2 separate regions of the Sus scrofa genome follow, and region 1 is linked to region 2. Evidence: chromatin contacts called from public Hi-C data. All regions are on one chromosome and are shown on one strand. The core of a region is the stretch at or near the end of the contact, and the rest is flanking DNA. Distances in the headings are between cores, read along the strand shown. Region 1 overlaps MIP (lens fiber major intrinsic protein). Region 2 holds the start of STAT2 (signal transducer and activator of transcription 2).

The links. Hi-C and Micro-C count contacts between places; a contact is called where the count stands out from the background.
Region 1: a Hi-C map of retroperitoneal adipose tissue shows a contact between it and region 2, with 2.1 times the contacts expected there. The contact joins the enhancer-like site here to the promoter of STAT2 in region 2. A contact is called at or near these places in 1 of 5 promoter capture datasets (fetal liver), 27 of 47 Hi-C or Micro-C datasets (adipose tissue, alveolar macrophages, blood and 13 more) and 2 of 2 datasets of contacts at active chromatin or transcription factors (alveolar macrophages and skeletal muscle).

Annotation. Positions count from the first base shown.
Region 1 is chr5:21,784,954-21,789,827 of Sscrofa11.1, forward strand. It overlaps MIP (lens fiber major intrinsic protein), which reads right to left. Exons shown (of 6, transcript XM_021092895.1): 6 at 4,087-4,468. The coding sequence ends at 4,283. Among named protein-coding and RNA genes, the nearest start is that of SPRYD4, 17 kb to the right of the region's middle. Within about 2 kb of position 2,843, at least 62 of the 83 cell types and tissues checked have an H3K27ac peak or open chromatin away from gene starts, as enhancers often do. A contact at or near this core is called in adipose tissue, alveolar macrophages, fetal liver and 8 more, where this site is marked.
Region 2 is chr5:21,747,694-21,752,779 of Sscrofa11.1, forward strand. STAT2 (signal transducer and activator of transcription 2) reads right to left here and starts at 1,267. Exons shown (of 24, transcript NM_213889.1): 1 at 1,201-1,267.

The DNA.
Region 1 (4,874 bases), core at 1,593-4,092, 39 kb after region 2:
TCCTGGCAAAAGATAGTGCAGTGGCTAAAACCCACCTAAGAAAGAAGAAATAATATAAAAGACAAGTCAGTACAAGCTCTAGTTAAGTGATATTGAAAAAAAAAAATTCTGAAAAACTAGGGTTCTTTTTAGGTGAAAGTGGCCAAGGAGGTTTTTGTCAGAGGAAGTGTGATGAGAACTGGATCTCTGAGGGCTGCACAGGATTCAGGCAGCTGGGAGGAGGGGGGTACTTTAGGCAGAGAATTGCCAGAGCAAAAGCGGAGAGGAAGCCACTATGAACAGAGGAGCCTTAACAGGAAAGCAATGGAAAAAGAGGGTTGGAACTGGCTTTATGGAAGAACTTGGTGTTTGCCTATCAATTCAAGGATTTAGAAGACAAACCTGGGACTAATAAACAGTATGATCAAACTGGGGTGGCACAAGCTGGAGCACAGATCCCATCACTGTACTACTACATGTCACCCTCTCTGAGGTCTCAATCTCTTTCCCTCTCACTGAGTTCACTCTACAAAAGATCCAAACCTCAGATAAATGCAGCCCTTTGCCTTCTAGACTCTCAGATTCAAATCTAGACTCAGATTTGCAAGAGGAAACCCAACAACTCTGCCCAAATGGTGCTTCCTCCTGATTTTTCCAGAAGCTACCTCTCTTTTGTGTCTACTTTGTGCCATAAACAGACTTCCATCATGGCATTTACAGCTCATGTTGTGCAAAATACCAAGCAGACTGTTTAAAATGTCTGTGTCCCTCCACACTAGACTTCGATTCCCTGAAGGCAGGAATGTTTATTATTTGCCTTTGAATTTTCAGAGCCTAGTGACTGAATCAGAATTTACAGGGAGTGGAGCTTGGACAAGAGTGTTTTGACAATGCTCTCTGGGTGATTTTTAACTCAATCCCTATTAACTGCACTAAGATTTTATTTTATTTTATTTTATTTTTTTATTTTTTTGGGGGGGGGGTCTTTTTGCCATTTCTTGGGCCACTCCCGTGGCATATGGAGGTTCCCAGGCTAGGGGTCTAATCGGAGCTGTAGCCGCCAGCCTACGCCGAGCCACAGCAACGCGGGATCCGAGCCGCATCTGCGACCTACACAACTCACGGCAACGCGGGATCATTAACCCACTGAGCAAGGGCAGGGACCAAACCCGCAACCTCATGGTTCCTAGTCGGATTCGTTAACCACTGCGCCACGACACGAACTCCTGCACTAAGATTTTAACTCTTGGAGATCTGAGATCAGGAATCACTGTAACCAGCACAACATTAAATGTTCAATTAATGCTTTCTAAGCTGGAGGAGACTGGTCTCCAAGTTAAGGGAGGAATGGTTAGGGCTGGAGATTTGGAGACACCAGGATGTAAGATGATATGTCAAGCTGTAAAGCAGCGAGAGTTTTGGGTGAGAGGAGTAAGGAAGCCAGGGCAGACTTTGTCATCCCGTAACTGCAGAGGACTCATTTACATGCGTTCTTCCTCCCAGTTCCAGTTCCTAACAGAACTCTGTTCTATTCATTTCTCTCCACCCGTGAGCACAGTGCACACACAGTTCATGGTGGGAGCTCAGTAACCTTTTGGCTGTATAAGTGCCACTGATAATAGAGAGGTAAAATACATCAGGGACACAAAGAAAAAAGTGATTACTTTGGCCTAGGATGTCTGGAAATAGAGGTTTTCAGAGGTACAATTCAGCTCAATCCTGAAAATGAAGTTCATTTGGCAGAAGGAGCAGCAGGAGCAGCAGGAGCATAGGTACTGAGGCATGAAAGAGCACAATTTTCTGAGGGCTGTGAGTATAAAGGGCATGAGACAGGAAAACATAGAAAAAAAAATGAGCTGAGAGGATCAGGGCCAGACTGCCAAAGACCCTGGACACCCACTAAGGATTTAAACCTGACTGTGGGTGGCCAGAGAGGAGTTTTAAATTTAATTTGAAATGTCCAGATTGACTTTTATAAAGGTAATTATGTAATGGCAGCACAAGGGCCGAGTAAAGAACTGAGTGGCTTCAGGGATGGAACTTAATGGCTGATGGGCCAGCGAGGGAAAGGAGGGAAGGGAATGAGAAATTCATTTCATAAAAACTCAAGATTTAAGTCAAGCGACCAGTGAATTCTGGCTCCAAGCTGCCCACCTGGCTTTTTTTCCAGGTCTTAACTGGACAAGGAGTTCCAAAGTGGAAATGCCCGGGAAGCTCCTGTCTTACTTCAGGGGTTCCAAGCCCCTTCGCATCACAGCCCCACCCCGCGTGAGGGCAAAGCAGTGCTGAGTGGCACGAGGAGAATAAGGGGCCATCCCAGGTAAGTTGGAAACAGTGCTGCACCTACCTAGAACGCCGGGTGGGGAATTGCGCGTGCGCACCTAAAGCGCGCGTCCCGCCCCCTGCTTTTAAACTGGGTGGCAAGAAAGGGAACTCCGCTCCTCCCAGGAGTGCCCCCACGGCTCGAAGGGACGCAAGCTGCTTAGAGCCCTCTCGCCCACACCGTCACTCACCCGCTCCCCGCCGGTCTTCAAGATCCCCGCGGAACCAGAGCCCCTCACGCGCAGGGCAGTACGTTTCCCGCCACCCGGGAGCGCCAGACCAGCCCCCCGCCTACGTAGGGAGGGGGCGGGGCGAACAGGACTGGTCCATGTGACCCCGAGCGGGCGGGGGGGGTGAATGTTGGTGATGAATTAAGAAAAAGGGAAGCGAGTACAAGTAATGTTTTATCTGAGTCGGTCCCTTAAATTGAGCCAAAACTCACAGCGCAGTGGATTTCCTGCTGAATGAAAATAATTGGGATCTAAGTCCGAGGAGAGGTGAATGTGCAGACATTCTTCCCCTTCTCCTAGTCAAGTGGATTATTCCAAAGTCTTACCCACGATTAGTTAGAAAAGGTAGGCTTTATTTGTGAGGAATTGGAGAGTTGAGCTAGGCGGGAAAGTGGTCTTTTGCTGGGCTGGGGTGTCTGTCTTACTACAGGTATAGGTTTAAAGCTTGCGAAGCATGCAGGAGGCTTCAAAATGGAAGAGGTTAACATAAGTACTCATCATTAGGATCATTAGGTCAGGGTCTCCTCTGGCCCCTGTTGAGATGAGTATTTTCCCATCAACAGAAGATAGGGATCAAACGGTGTCTCTTGAATTATTAAGAGTTGGATAGAAAGAATCAATTTCTGGGACATGTGTAGAGTTAGAAGAGATTTGCTGAAGATGAGAAGGACAGATGAGAGAAAAGTGAAAGGACAAACACAGAAAAGGAAAATAAAGACGACTTTAGAACTGGTGATAAAAGCGGAAAGATGCCATTTGAAGAGTGTTTTGGTCTGCTGTAAATTAAAACTCTTGAGGGTCAAATTCTCTCCCACCACTTCCCCCTACCTCTGCCTTTGCTCCAGGCATCAGATTTCCTGTTTTGGCCTAAGGGAGCTCTTCTGGGCTTAAATATCATCTGCCTGGAGGCCACACAGGGAGGATAGCTACTTAATTTTTCCAGATTCTAGGTTCACCCACCCTTTATTCAGCTGGGGAGCTCAATGGCCCAGGGCCTCCAAGAGATCCATCCTGCCAGAATGAAAACAAAACCCAGCCAAGTGGTGTAGACAGGTTGATGTGGATTTACAGAACAATTCAAACTCCAGTGTTCGCTTTTCTCAGAGCTACTTCCCCACCCAAGTCCCTGGGGCAAGCATCCCTGAGATAAGTAAGCTACACTCTCCTGTTAACTTCTCCAAAACTTTTTGGTACAACTGCATCCTGATCTGGGGTGGACACCTCCATTTCCTCTCCAACTTTCAGCTGCTTCTCCCAACCCTTGGAATGCCTCAGTCTCCTGCACTTCTCTCTCCACCTGCCTCCTCTAAGGAGTAACTAACTGCTTCCCTGCTCCCTCAGAAACCCAGAGCCATACACTTGACTGGCACTATGGTAAAGGCCGTAAGGTCTTGGTGTCCTGTACTTACCACACCAGGTTGGGAGAGGAAGGTGTAGGATGACACCTCTTTTCCCTTCCCTACCTCTCACGCCATGCCCCCAAACTCAGACATAGCCATGTTCACTCACAGTCATACAAACAACCATGCACGCACAGCGGCGAAGAGAGGTGGGATGGGGAGGAAGGGAAGTTTGCACCAACCAGCTCATGAATGCAACTTGAAAGATTTCACACGGCAAAAGGCAAAAAAACACACACACATAAATTTAAAAATAAAGAAGTACATGCCCCTCCCACAGTCTCTTTCTTCATCCAGGCCCCTCCATGTAAACCCAGAAGATTCCTACTCCTTCTGATCCAGCTGGAGCTTTTACAGTGCCTGGGTCTTCAGTTCAACAGGTTCCCCTGTGCCCTCTGGTTGTCCATTGGAGTCACTGGGCCTGGCACCCTTGAGAATAGACAGTCTCTCAGAAACACTCTTGAGCCGGGGGAAGAGGAGAAAGTCGTAAAGGAGACTGCCCAGGCCCGCGCCAATGATTGGGCCCACCCAGTACACCTGTTAGAAGAGGAAAGGGATAATCAGTTTTGGGGAGGCAACCCAAGAGCAAGGCTGCTCTTTTTCCAATCTCACTGCTGAAAAACAAACATCCTGCACTTGGCACATACAATTGGGCACTATTTAAGCAGAAATCAGTGTCTGTTTATTTGTGGTTTTTTGGGTTTTTTTGGGGGGGGGCACACCCACAAACCCGAGTGCAGTTGCAGTGGCAAAGCCGGATCCTTAACCCACTGAGCGAGGCCAGGGATGGAAACTGCAACCTCATGGTTACTAGTCGAATTCGTTTACACTGTGCCACAAAGGGAACTCCAAAAGTTTCTTTTTAATTGTGGTAAGATACACATAACATAAAATTTACCATCTTGGGAGTTCCCGTCGTGGCTCAGTGAAAATGAATCTGACT
Region 2 (5,086 bases), core at 17-2,516:
ACCCTGCTGGCCCCAAAGCTTTATCAGGGGCTGAAACCTCCTTGGAGATAAGGTACATGCTATAAGCTGCTCTCCATGTTGGAAGGAGGAGCTCCATTCTAAAAGATGCTTAAACACTATGCAAAGCGTAACTCAACCCTAAGATTGTGACACTTTTACGATGATCTTTGTCAATCTTCAATTCTTCATGTAGAGTATCAACTCTGTGAGACATTTCACTCAAAAGTGGGTTTTGCCTGTCACCAAACATGCTGGGTAAGGAAAAAGAATATTTCTCTGTACCTTTCCCTGCCCACTGCCATCTGTCTGTTAGGAAATCAAAACTTATTACTGCCTGAGCCTAACAAAAAAAGAATCAACACCCACATTTGTGGTCTAAAAAAAGGTCACATGATTTTACTACAAATCAAATGCTTGGGGTGGAGAGATTCTTTTCCACCAGTATGAATATTCATGAGCTGCCTTTCTACTGGGCAGTAGGAACAGGGTAAGGAAAGGATTGGGCAGAGGCTCCTATTTTTCATTTCATTTACCCTTTGGTGGTACTTGACTTCTTAAACTGTGTACTGGTTTTGCTTCCAAAAACAAAGATGAGACCCCAGTTCCCAAAAAAACGAATCAGCTGGTATTAGAAAGCTGGTATTAGAAAGCTGGCAAGTAAACCCTAAGGCTTAAATATGAAAAACAAACCCCAAATATCTGGTCTTCCCAAATTGGTTACAAACACTGAGGTTAAGGGCTGTAAACTCTTTTTTTCTCCAGTAATCTGTCACTCTTTTAGGTGCCTATTTCCTGCTCAATAAGCTTTTCTGAAATGAACTGTGTGACCTTAGGTAAATCGGTTCACCTTTCCGTATCTTAACATTAACAAATAAGGATTATACCTTTAGACAGTGGAGTGTTTGTTTGATGAGGATCAAAAATAACACAGACCAGAATGTAAAAGCTTTGGCTAAGACAATGAACCAATGCAACTGATGCCAGGTTTTGGGTCTCGGAAGTTGCAGGGGTATTTTGGGAAGGGGAAGTTAGGGTTGGGGATCTAGGTTGGACAGGAGGATGAAGTAGCTGACAGCTCCCACTTCAACCTGGAGACAGAGTCCGACCCCTCCGGGACGTACATGCCGGGGCCTGCCTCCCTACATAGGAAGAAACTCATGCCTCCACCCACACCCCCGCGCGCCCTCTGAGGGTCCATACCTTGTTAGGGTCTCAGACCCGCTCTATGCCAGCAGCTCGGGTTCAGGCTTCCGGTCCCCAGAGTGAGAGCCAGTACAAGGGCCTCCCGCGCCGCCCTCGACTTCGGCCCGCCTCTCGGCCCCGCCCCCTTGCTGCAAGCTTGGGTAAGCCGCTGAACTCTGGAGCTCGCCGTTCCCAGCTGTGCACCCTGACACTGGCTGCCATTCAGCCAAGTTCTTCCGCAGGCTGTGAGCTCATTGGCGCTACCACGACTCCTCCCTCTCCGCGGGGCGGGACAAGAGGAGCCTAAACCACTCCTCCAGCTGCATTGATTGGTAGACATTCTCAAGTAAGCCCCGCCCCATGTCTGCGGGAGGGAGGTGTCCAACTAAAAGAACAGCGCAGGACTGAAACAGCTGATTTCCGAGAACCCACAAAAAAGCCGCGGAAGTGAGACTCGCTCATGCGCTCAGAGGCGCTAAACTAACAAGCGAAATGGATTTTGATTTTCATTACTTTGGGACAGGAAGGGGAGGGCTTAAGTAATAAGAACAACAAAAAAAAACTGTTTATTGATGGCACTGTGCTAAGCATTTACACAATGTATAATTTTTAATTTCCACAAAACTCATTGAGGTGAAAATCATTATCCTCACTTTAGAAATTTAAAAAACTGGGAGTTGCCGTCGTGGCGCAGTGGTTAACGAATCCGACTAGGAACCATGAGGTTGCCGGTTCGGTCCCTGCCCTTGCTCAGTGGGTTAACGATCCGGCGTTGCCGTGAGCTGTGGTGTAGGTTGCAGACGCGGCTCGGATCCCGCGTTGCTGTGGCTCTGGCGTAGGCCGGTGGCTACAGCTCCGATTCAACCCCTAGCCTGGGAATCTCCATATGCCGCGGGAGCAACAACAACAGCAACAACAACAACAAAAAAAAGGCAAAAAAAAAAAAAAGAAAGAAATTTAAAAAACTGAGTTTGGAGAAAGAAGTGAAATTACTAGCTAGTGATCAAAGCTCTAACGAGTAGAACCTGGATTCTAAGTCAAATCCTCTGATTCTGAACAACAAAATTTGAAATTCCTACATTTTACGGCACTGCCTTCCTCCTTGATAACAAATTAGATATATGGATTTTGAACACGCACATACAAACTTGTCAGAATATTAGATCTAGCCAATGTGTTTACCACCTTCTTTTATATCGCAGGATTCCCAAAGCCAGGATCTGAGTTGTAGCCCTTGAATAAGGTCCACCACCAGTAAGGAGGTGAACTTACTACTTCTGACACCAAAGGGGTCACGGTAGCTGTTTCTTCCAGGTCACCCATGGCTATGGTGCTCCCCAAGACCTCCTTGCTGGTCTCTGGTGGAGGGGTTTTCACCTCTCTCTCATTGTAATACTGGATCACACGATGAATCCCAGACTTCACTACAGGTTTAAGTGAAGTACTGATCAGTATTCCCCAGGGCCCCCCTGACGATCCAGCCATGGCTGTCAGGAGGTCATAACCCAGATCTATGACCCCATCTCGGCCTCTTTCCTTGGCCTTGTCGGAGCAGTTCTGAACAGCGTAATACAAAGCCGTGCCCAGGTTGTAGAAGGTTCCCACTCCCGGCAATAGCTGGACTATATTGTGCACACTCTGCTCCTTCTCATGCTCGCAGTCCTTGATGGAGAGGGATCGACGAGCCCTCTTTGGGCTTGTCTGCTCCTCGGCCCACTGCTGCAGAGCAGAAGACAGGGCATCCGCTGATACTCCCCTACCTGAGCTTCTGCCTTTCTCAAGTTCTTGAAGATGTCTGATAAGCATCTCTGTAGCATTTATACCCCCCTGGCGGTAGAGCTGAAGCTTCAGGACCTGTACATCAGCTTGACAGCCAGCTTTCTCCAGAGCAATCATCAGTGACAGGCCTATCAGGAACTTGGGTAGAGGGGCCATGTGGGTGAAGCCAGGCAGGGATTTGGGGAGCAGGGTCTCGCAAGACAAGGGGTCTGAGGAAGGTGGCCAGGATCCCAAGGATGAAGGAAGATGCACCAAGAATTTTGTCTTGTTTCCATATGAAATGGCATCCACAGCGTGTAGCAGGAAGCAGCAAAGAAGTAACTCAACTAGCACGGTGATGAATCTGAGACCACACATGTCCAGAATAGAGTTAGCTGGAGAGGGGAGAAACCAGAAACATACAAAGTTTCCTAAGGGCTGTGGTCTGAAAGGAGCCCACAACACAGGACATACCTCATCTATCACCTCCAAACTTCTGTTCTTTTTTAGTAAAGGCCTAAGAATCAGGAAACGTAGCCCAATTGTTCCCACTTGGCCTTCTTCATCTTTAGGTCATTGGGGTCTTCCTCTGCCTTATTTCCACCCACTTATAGGGGGCCCCAAATTACCGCACAGTCCAGTGATTGAGAAGTAAGATCACTTTGGTAGTTTTGGTAGCTCCTCAATCCCTTTCTGCCTACTCCTCCGTCATGAAGAAAGTAGGTTTTGCTTTCCCCTACAATCAGTAAGAGCTGTAATATATGCAAATATTTGTCTATTTGTACTGGCTTCTCAAACTTTGTCCCCTTGTCACACACTCAACCTCAATAACTAAAACTCTGTTTTTTGCATTTTCTACAGGTCCCTGCCACATTTCCACTCTATGACATAATAGGAACTGGGAAACCCAGAATCAGAAATGATTAGATGTCTATGATTCTCTTCTATTTTATTTCTCTTTTCAGTTTAAAAATTAGGAGAGGAAAAAAAAGAAAAAGATTTCCCGTCATGTGGTGCAGCGGAAACGAATCCAACTAGGAACCATGAGGTTGTGTGTTCAATTCCTGGCCTTGCTCAGTGGGTTAAGGATCTAGCATTGTCGTGAGCTGTGGTGTAGGTCGCAGAAACGGATCTGGCATTGCTGTGGCTGTGGTGTATGTCACTAGCTACAGCTCCAATTAGACCTCTAGCCTGGGAACCTCCATATGCCATGTGTGCGGCCCTAAAAAGACAAAAAGACAATAAATAAATAAAAAATAAAAATTAGGAGTTCCTTCCTGCTGTGGCACAACAGGATCTGCAGTGTCTCTGAACACAAGTTCCATCCCTGGTCCCATCCCTGGGTTAAAGGATCTGTGGTTGCTGCAGCTGCAGCATAGGTTGCAACTGTGGCTCAGATCTGATGTGCCAAGGGGCAGCCGAAAAAGAAAAAAAAAAAAAAAAACTAGTGGAGTTCTCTTGTGGCTCAGTAGGTTAAAGATCCAGTATTGTCACTGCACTATCTCTGGTCACTGCTGTGGCACAGGTTTGATCTCTGACCCAGGAACTTCCATATGCCATGAAAGCGGTCCTAGAAATGGCAAACAAACAAACAAACAAACAAAAAAAAAATCTGGACAAGTTCCTCCTGAATCAGTTCCTCCATAAAACACTTCAGAATTACTGTGGAAATATTGATAAATTATATGGTTATCATCCATAGACCCTGAGAGTCTCTTAACTTCGGGGTATCTTCAGATTTTTGCCTAATTCTTCAACATGTTCCCAAGACTCATACTTGCAGTTCTAGACCATGTTGCTAGCAAAAGCTCTGAACTGTGTCACCAGCAACATGGGAGATGGCTTCTCAGCAAACTCAGTCACCATCTGAGCTGGCTGGTAAACCAACCATCCCAGTGGACATATTCACCATCAATACATTCCTCAGGGTGTGTAGCTGAGTTTTGGATTTATTCAAGCTTCACTGTAATTGCCCCCAGGATCCCTTGGAATGATTTTTGTATTGCCAATACCTTCTTCCTCATTATGCTTTTTGCTCTCACAGATGAGTGTTTCAGTGGTGTCCTTTCCTCTCATCTTAGCAAGCTGAAGCTGCAGAATGTGTGCCTCAGTTAGGTAGCCAACTTCCTCCAGGGTCACCTCCAGA